Regions from separate parts of the Sus scrofa genome. Here region 2 is linked to region 1. Evidence: chromatin contacts called from public Hi-C data. All regions are on one chromosome and are shown on one strand. The core of a region is the stretch at or near the end of the contact, and the rest is flanking DNA. Distances in the headings are between cores, read along the strand shown. Region 1 holds the start of MCTP1 (multiple C2 and transmembrane domain-containing protein 1). Region 2 holds the start of ARSK (arylsulfatase K).

Region 1 (4,546 bases), core at 453-2,952:
TTATTTTCTCCATGAGACTTTTTACCATTAGGAATTATGTTTGATTCTCCCACTGAAAGATGGGCTTCATGAGGGTGGGGCCCTGTGCCATTGTCACAGCTGCATCCCCAGAGCTTATTGTATTGCTGGACACATACTAGGTGCTCAATAAATATTTGTTATAAAGGTAAGAAAAATGGGAGTTCCTGCTGTGGATCAGTGGTTTAATGATTCAGCTTGTCTCTGTGGCATTGCCACTATGGTGTTGCAGGCTCCATTCTGGGTTTGATCACCAGCTAGAAGCACCAGCTAGAAGGATCCCTAACTGTTGCAGTTGTGGCTTAAGTCACAGATGGGGCTCAGATTGCATCCCTGGCACAGGAACTTCCACATGCCTGGAAAAGGAAAAAAGGAAAAAAAAAAAAAAGTAAAGGTAAGAAAAATAGAAAAATAAAAAGCTTAAAGATATTGGTGACATGTCTAGGGCATACCGCTTGCTAGAGGAGACTGGAATCAGTACTGTGTCAAAGCTCTTCCGAGTTTTCTGCATTTTGGAGTGCAGAATGCAGTGGGTGGGAAGGGGCACAATGTTACCTGCCTTTCAAGAGGCTCGCAGTAGAATCAGAAGACCTCTGAAGCAGTAGATTTCAGGAGAAGCAAAGTCTTAATGGGAGTTACAAACTTTTCCCATTTGCTTTGCGAGTAACCACAGGAAAATGCACTTAAGAGAAAAGAAGCTTTTCTTCATTTGGAAAGGAGTCAGAAGCAGTGAGCATCCTCCACGTCTTTCTCCATGGTAAACTCCTTGCAACTTTAGGGCCAGCTTTACTGTCAGACTCCGTAAACCTCTGGACCCTGATCGCAAGAGAAAATAACGCACAAGCTAAGAGCGGGGAGGGGTGGATGGGGATGAAGTCTAGACAGAAGAAATCAAACTCTTAGACTCCAGGCACGCATCGGGGCGGGGGCACCGGCGATCAGCATCACAACCCGGTTGGGTTCACCTCTCGGTGTGGACACTAGATGCTCCAGAGGACCCAGTCAAGGAGCTTAATCTTCACTGTAGCTCACTTTAGTGGACTCAGATGATTGCCAGAGGGCTTGTCTAGCGGGGCCCGCCCAAAGCTGGCTTCGAGGGCAACTGTGGCCAGATCCTGGGGAGCAAGCTGGCTCCGGTCCCTACCCAACTCCACCCGGCTGTCTCCAACCCGCCCTCCCACCCGGGAGCTGGAGGATGGTGCCGGGGCGCACCGAGTGTCATCAGCCCAATCCTTCCTGTTGTGTGAGTCGCACGCGCGTCCCGTTTGGAGGCAGCCGCCCCCGCCGCTGACAGGTGCTGTCCGGAGGGCATCGGGTGCGGTCCCTGGCGTAGCTGGACGCGTACGCCCGGGTGCGTGTAGCTTCTCGAGCCGGGAGCCAGTGAGGAGAAAGAGCCAGGGAGCGGCCTGGGGGACTCCAGTGGACTGGAGCCGCGGAACTCAGAGCTAGAAACTTTGCTGAGACCGAGATTTGGGTACAGGGCCAGCCCACCCCCGCAGGTACGGGAGGAAGAGGCGGCGCGGGAGTCCCGAATTCGGAGAGCCTCCGCGGCGGCGTCGTCTTTCCCCAGGGCTGGCCTGAAGCCTCCCTGCACTCTTGGCTTCTGTTGCTGCGTCCGCCGCCGCCGCCGCCGCCGCCGCCACCGCGGGGCTCCGGGAGGAGACGCAGCCCGAGAGGGCGGAGAAGGAGGAGGAGGCGGTGGAGAGAGGAGGAGCAGGGGGTGGAGGATGGAGCCCCGAGCTTCCGCGGCGGGCTCGCCCGAGCCTGCAGCGGCGTCCTCCTCCTTCCAGGCCCGGCTCTGGAAGAACCTGCAGTTGGGAGTGGGCAAGGGCAAGGGCGGCGGGAGCGGGCGCGCGGGGGCCCCCGAGCGCCGCACTGCGGACACCCCGTCGCCCTCTCCTCCACTCCCGGGGGCCAGGCGGGAAGGACTGGCAGGCTTGGGTGGCGCGGGCAGCAGGTGGAGCGGCTTCAAGAAACGGAAGCAAGTGCTGGACCGCGTCTTCTCCTCCTCCCAGCCCAACCTGTGCTGCTCGTCGCCGGAGCCTCTCGAGCCCCGTGGTGCAGGCAGAGCGGAGCAGGGGTCCACGCTGCGCCGCCGGATCCGCGAGCATTTGTTTCCCGCGGGAAGGGGACCGGTGGCAGCCGCTGGTGCAACGCCTCCTGGTGGACGTTCCCCGGACTCAGCTCCCTCTTCATCCTCTGCCTCATCCTCCCTGTCATCCTCGCCCCAGCCGCCCCCAAGGGGAGCCCGTGCCGGAGATGCGGGTGCGCGGCGTGAGGCCCCCGCGGCGCACTTGTGCCATCAGAAGAGTTCCTCCTTGCCGGGCACCGCCTGCTTGGAGCAGCTGCTGGAGCCGCCGCCGCCTCGCACAGAGCCAGCACCAAATCCAGCAGAGCCGCGGACCCCGGAGAAGGGCGAGGAGCGCAGCAGCAGTCCGGTGAGTGACAGGTGGGCGCGGCCGGAGCCTAAGTGCGCGGGGCCACGCCTCCAGCTGCGGGCGATCGAGACCCTGGGAGTAGCTAGGGGTAGGGTCGGCTGTGGGTACTTCAAACAATGGAAAGAAAGCATCCCGCTCCTGCTTAGTAGAGTTCTGACTTGCGCTTTGACTTTACTTTTGACAGAAATAGTACCTACTGCTAGAAGCTGTTTGAAGCTTTCTCAGTTGCCAGTGAACGTGGAAGTATGAATGGTAGCAAAATAGAGGAAGAAAGTTAGACAAAAAATGGGTACTGTTTTTGGAGGTCTCCTAAAAGGACTGTCCAACTAGGTCTCGTTTTGTCAAAAGAAAAACAAACCTATCAACTTGCAGGTAAAATGAGGAATGCGGAGAGGTGAATTGATGACAAACCTGAGGTCATGTTTGGGGAAACCCTTTAAGCCTAAGGCAGCTCATCCTCCCGCCCTCCCTCAGCAAAGCTTCCTGCTGCCAGTGAATCATTACCCAACAAGTGGTCCCTGTGAGCATCTCTTCCGAGTTAAACATGGCCTTTGCTAAGTTTTAATAGTCAGATGAAGCAGTTGCGGCTAAATTATGCTGCTTTACACGTCATATTGATTCTTTGGTCAGGCAAGAATCAAGTAAAAATGCACTTGTAGGTTATGAAAGGCGTTCCACTGAGCGGCTGCTTTTATTCCCTTGATTTTGTAGGGTTTTGTAGAAGTGATACCCCTTCTTGTAAATGTTGATCGAATTGCGTTAATGCTAGCAAATATATTTTGAAATTCACATTCTGCCAGGCACATAGTGAACTCTTTTCTTCCAATACCTCTTATTTAAATTCTCATTATTTTGACTCTGATTGTTATGTTAGTGACATACATTAAAATATTAGATTAAAATCTGGGTCAGGAGTTCCCATCCTCGCGCAGCAGAAACGAATCCGACTAAAACCATGGGGTTGTGGGTTTGATCCCTGGCCTCCATCGGTGGGTTAAGGATCTGGCATTGCAGTGAGCGGTGGTGTAGGCCAGCTGCTACAGCTCCTATTAGACCCCTAGCCTGGGAACCTCCACATGCCGCGGGTGCGGCCCTGAAAGGACAAAAAGACTAAATAAATAAATAAAATCTAGGTCATAAAAAATAGAAGGCCATGTGTTGAAGAGTAAGATATGGGAATAGATGGGCTTTCAGTTGAATTTTTTGTGGTTTATTGGCTAATTAGTGTAATTTTAGAAAATAAATCAGAATTCTAGTATGTTTTGTTGCTAACTAAACACAATCACTTGCAGTAACTTGTTACTGATGCTCTAGAAAACACCTGATTGTCTGGAAAAGGTTTCAGTTATTCTTGGAAGAGTAGGCAAAGATAATATTGACAAAAAGCCTAAAGAAATCTACCTTTCCTTTTATCTTGAAAGAAAATTGAATAGAACTCCTGTTTCTGGTTCTAAAATAAGACAAAAAGTGGCTTTAAAACAGTGCTTTGAAATCAGTATAGATGAATACTGTATATTTTAAAAGTTTTTTTTTTCTTTTTTAGTGTGTGCATAATCCTAATGTGTAAGAATTTGAGAGTTGGGGGACCTGTTTACATTTGTTTTTATTAAATTTTATAATTAAGAATAATAAAACAACCAATAACAGTTCCATTACTTTGGAAGAAAGATATCATATTAGTGCAAACTTAACTTACTAAATGACTTTGCAGTTTACTGAACCAAGATATTTTCAAGCAAAAACAGAGGATTCAGGATGAATTTTATGTCCATTTTTACCAAAACGTTTTCAGACATTATCAATCCTTATTTAAAATATACTGCTGAATTTTGTATACAAAAGACCTAAACCTATTTTGAGAAGATTGTAAACTAACATTATTATGTGTGCCTTCACTGTATGCTGGGCGCTTAATAGCCTTACATGATTCAATCCTCACCACAATCCTACATGATAGAAGTTCTTGTTGCTGTTTTATGGTTTAGGAAATCAGTGCTCAAAGAAATTAATCTTTCCAAGGTCACATGGTTAACATCTAACAGAGAGGTTTTTTCATTCTCCAGGATGTTATTCCATCACTACTGCCATGT
Region 2 (4,804 bases), core at 1,054-3,553, 240 kb before region 1:
TACATACTTTAAAACATACATCACATATATTAAAAAAATTTTTTTTGAGATGCCAAATATGACTTACTACTCCATTTTTGGGTGTGATCTTTAAAAAAAAAAAAAAAAAAGAACCTTGTCATGACTTTTGTACCTGAAGTGCTATTACAATTTTTTAAATTTTAATTTAATACTTTTTTTGGCCATACCTGTGGCATGCGGAAGTTCCTGGGCCAGGGATCGAACCTGAAACACAGCAGTGACCTGAACCATACCACTAGACCACCAGAGAACTCCAGGTATAATCTTTTAAGCTGTGAAAACATTTTCAGTGTGAGGCCACTTCTAGCAATATTAAGCGTATTCATACCTGCACGTGATGGGCAACAGATTGGAGAGTTTGTGTAGGCATTCAGAAAGGAAGTGCCATGTGCTTTCATGAAGTTGATAAAAGGTAGTTTCACTACCTGACTTTCTGGATAAAATGTTAGCCTTCCATCCTGGAATAAAAGAAGAAAAGCATTTCCTGTAATTTTAACCATAAAATTCACAAGCAGCAAAAGACTTCAGGATGAGCCCAAGAATCCTCAAAAGATAAAAACAAGTACAGTGATTGTTATCATTCTCTGGTTCATAATATTGAAAATTCAATGTAGTGTGATACTTCGATCTATTTGAAGATAGTAAATATGTTAAAGGGCTTCCCGGAAAGTTTCTTTAGGGGGATAAAGGACTGATTGAGACAATGTTTATTGATTTATTATGTGCCAGGCACCGTGAAAGATCTAGAGATATGACGGTGAATAAAAACAGAGTCCCTGTCCTCATGAAGCTTACAGTCTAGTGGGGAAGGCAAAAAACATACTCATAAATAAACCAAGAATAATTACAAATTATTGTGATAGGTGTTTTGAAAAAAACCTAAGATACAGAATAAGAAGGGAGACCTACTTTCATAGAGTGAACTGGGGAGGCTTCTTTAGGAAGTGAGACCTAAAGAATGATAAAGATCAGCCATTCAAAATAATTTAAGGGGCATGTAAAGTGTTCTGCAAGACATACATGGGGATAACAATTAGGCAGCTAGATAAATGAGCCTGGATATTAGAAGAGATGTTTGGGTTGGAGATAATGCATAGTGGAATGGAATTGGGAATTAAAGAATTCTTCTTGGAAGGAGCAAAAAAAAAAAAGTCTTTCTTTTTTCTAAGTATCATTGACATTATAATTTTAGACATACGAGCATTGTGTTTCAGCAAGAAAGGATGAAACTGAGGTAATTGTTCATCTTTTGATAAACCTCTTTTAATACAAATATGGGGCTTTCAGAAATATCCCTTTAAAGTTTCTTATCAAAGGAATATTGATAGACTATAAAAGACTGGAGTCCTTTTTTCTTTTTTAAGCTGTGTGTTCCAACTTTGCCTTTAAAGATAAGAAAATTAGACTTTCTATTTCCCCTCCCCCAAAATGTGTCTTTTTGATTATCACATCTTGGTGGTGTGAATTGGTGTCTGATTGTGGTTTTGACTTGCATTTCCCTAATGATTTTATATGTTGATCCTATATCCTATAGCTTTGCTAGACTTATTGGTTCTAAAAGTTTGGTGTGGATTCCCTAGGATTTTCTTTGTACAAGATCGTTACCTATAAATAGAAAACTTCATACTTTATGACGTTGATCACTGACTGGAAAGCTAACAGGCTTTTATGATGATGCAGAAAGTTATTTTCCCCCACAACTGAATCAAGCGGGTGTATGGATGGAAAGTTTACTAGTGGTAAGATAATTTAGTGGGTCGTAGCCAGCAATTAAAACTTTTTTTGTAAAGATGCTAATCGGAGTGCGTTTTATTTACTGTGTTATATGCATATTTATGTGGTGCACGTACTTTGTGTACGGGGCCTCAAAACGTTTCTTACTTTGCATCGGGGTATAAAGCTTGTTTGAAAGTCTCAGATTCTGCTCCCCAAAGCCTGCAGCACAGGAAGGGCTGTGGGCCGGTGGAGGGAGTGTAGCGTGGCACCCCCTCCCCTGCCTCTCGGTACTTACGAAGGAGTCGCTCACGACTAGCACCACGTTAGGCGCATCTGGCCAAGCCTGAACTGCTCCCTGCCTCAGCCCACCTGCCCCAGGAACTGGTGCTGCCAGGGCCGAGGTGGCAACCACCGACACCCACAGCAGCAGCATTTCAGCGCGCTGTTCTGAGAGCGGGGCCGCTGGGTCCGCCCCTGCCTCTGGGAACTCGCTTGGGTGAGGACGAGGGCGGGGATCCCATAGAGCGCAGTTCGGCTTCCTCCAAGCTTCATTGGCAGAACTACAACTCCCATCAGGCTTGGAATGAGCACATGCGCAAAGTAGGTGTTCCCTTATTCCCCCCCAACTCACGTTAAGACCTTTTAATCAAACACTGAGCGAACCGAAATCCAGCTACTTCCAGTCACATGAGCCATGCCTGGGAAGTGCGCCTGCGCTCTGGCTCCACACAGAGCTTCTGTAGGAGAATCATTGCCCAGGTGGGTTTTGGTTGATCTAGCTTTCTGCAGAGTTGGCTACTGTAGGCAATTGAAATGATACCTACAGAGAGAAAGGGACAGGTGCCGAGGCTGCTCTTTTTGCGCGGAGCAATCATGACAGAGTGTTAGGTGAGACCGTGAACGGGGCGATGATGAGGTGGCGGTCACTTAAATTGGATTGGGTGGTTCTTTGTGGGGCCTCTGTCTGGACCGCCTAAGCTACCATATGGCCACTCTGTGGTCCCCTCGAATACCTTCCTCTCAAGCATATTTATAGATTGCCTCATCCTATTTCCCGCTTTGCTCGTACGGTAAGGATTTATTATGCTCCGTTGAAGTGAGGAGCGGGGCCTAGTAAGAAAAGTTTCGGCTCTAGGTGGGGATAAGCTTGGGTGCGCCTTGCCTTCAGAGTGCAAAGGAGGGAAGCTGAACGGGTTTTCGGGGGAAGAAATGTTGGGCTATGTGACGTGTTCGATTAACTGACGTAGGTTCAGAATTCCATTGTTTTGCTGCCGTGGTTTTGAAGAAATCACTGGTCCTTTTGACTCTTGGACTTCTTTGGAGAAATCTGGAAGAAGCAAATTTATGTCCCAGAGCCAAATTCCTGATTTCATTATTACAGTTTCAGGTATGTAATTAGTGTGTCCTGTTTGTCGTTTTAATGTTTTGACAAGAAAAGGAGGAATCGTAGTGTTTATTTACATAAAGTCAACTTTTAATGCTAATATCTGACTTTTTTGCGTAAAATAATTGGAAAAAGGGACAGAAGTTATTTAATACTCACATGACACTTATTATGTGCTGATCATTATACCGAGCATTTATTGAGTACTTAATGTGTGCATGGTACTTGTACATGGAATATTTTGTGTAATCCTCATTTTCACCATTTTTTTTTTTTCAGATAGGAAAACTGAGACTTGGACAGGTTAAATGACTTGTCCAAGGTTACACGGGGAGCCATTCTGAGTAGGAGTTGAATTTGAGTAGTCCATGCCCTAACTTATTGCAGTGGTCTGTCTCTGATTGCAAAATGTCATGGCATTCTAGAGAACTTACTCTCTGTTAGCCAAGTAGCCTTGTTAATAAAGCAGATCTGTGGGAGCATACAAGTATATGTAAAAGGAACTCACATTCTAGGGGAAAAAAGTGAAGTAATAATACAGCCTGAAAGGTAATACGCATAGGCTCTTTCATGAACAGGATGTTTCAAATATCTGTTTTGAGTTAATTTGGACTCTAAAACACATTTTCCCATAGAGACAGTGTTGACTGACATTTAGATTCATAAAAAATATATTTAATTTTAGCTATGGTGTAGTATTGATTTTGTAAATTGTTTACTCTCTGACCTTGTTTTCACAGGCTGTGTATTCTGAATTCCTGGTCAGGATGACAGAGACACATCTTTTTGCTCCTCTCTCTCCCCTCGGCAGTGTCAGTGGGAGCACATGCTCAGTGGGTTGGAGCAAGGTGGTATTTTAGGGCCCCAGACATATTGTGTTGCAAGATCTAAGAGACTTCTAGCTAGTCGTACTTCTCCTCTGGAATTCAGTTTGTCCTGCAGTGAATATCCCTGCCAAGTGGATTATGCAGTCTGTGCCTTTTCATCTCCGGTGATGTGGTGATGTGAAACACACTTCGTTTGAGCAGCCCATTCCATATTTGTACAGGTCTCATTATTGAAAATTCTTATTTTGAACTCAAGTCTGGTTCATTAGTCTGTTTATCTCCAGTTTTACATGGATAATCTCTGCCTTGCAACAGCCCTTCTCACCTTCCCCACCAATTTTTTTTCCCCCGGGCCTTCCCCATTTCCTTTGGGTACTTAGGTAATTTCAGGTTTGTTTGTTATTTGATCACTCTTTTCTGGACATAAAGCATGTTTACTAGTCAGTAGCTTACCCTGTCGAAAAAGGTACTTTTGAGTTGTCTTTGGGCATCTCTCAGTGTGTACATGTTATATATAGTGTCTTGTAGTGAGGGTAGGGCTCCATTATGTATATGTTTAAGTCATCAGTTAAAGATTTGTACATGAGGGGGATTTTTTTAGTGAAATACTTAATTCTGTGGTTCAGATCAGTTGAAAGTTTTGGTCTAGGTTTTGGTTCTTCATAGTGTTTTTGGTTGTTTTGTGTGTTCGTTTTTTATATCCAGAATACCAGCAGCACTATATTCTGCCCTAAGAAAAGAAGGCTAAATGTGCAGTTAGTGACTATATGGAATAAATTCAGTATTGTCTTCACCTGCTGTGGTTTTGTGACTACTTGTTAAATATCCACAATGTACTAGATACTAGGAAATAAAA

The links. A called contact is a pair of places that touch in the nucleus more often than the background predicts.
Region 2: a contact with region 1 is called in a Hi-C map of skeletal muscle, with 2.2 times the contacts expected there. The contact joins the promoter of ARSK here to the promoter of MCTP1 in region 1. A contact is called at or near these places in 1 of 5 promoter capture datasets (liver) and 5 of 47 Hi-C or Micro-C datasets (brain, embryonic fibroblasts and skeletal muscle).

Annotation. Positions count from the first base shown.
Region 1 is chr2:101,917,306-101,921,851 of Sscrofa11.1, reverse strand. MCTP1 (multiple C2 and transmembrane domain-containing protein 1) reads left to right here and starts at 1,702. Exons shown (of 22, transcript XM_021084534.1): 1 at 1,702-2,456. The coding sequence starts at 1,746.
Region 2 is chr2:102,161,588-102,166,391 of Sscrofa11.1, reverse strand. ARSK (arylsulfatase K) reads right to left here and starts at 2,303. Exons shown (of 8, transcript XM_003354206.5): 1 at 2,033-2,303; 2 at 350-479. The coding sequence starts at 2,170. TTC37 (tetratricopeptide repeat protein 37) reads left to right here and starts at 2,372. Exons shown (of 43, transcript XM_021084546.1): 1 at 2,372-2,496; 2 at 2,985-3,124.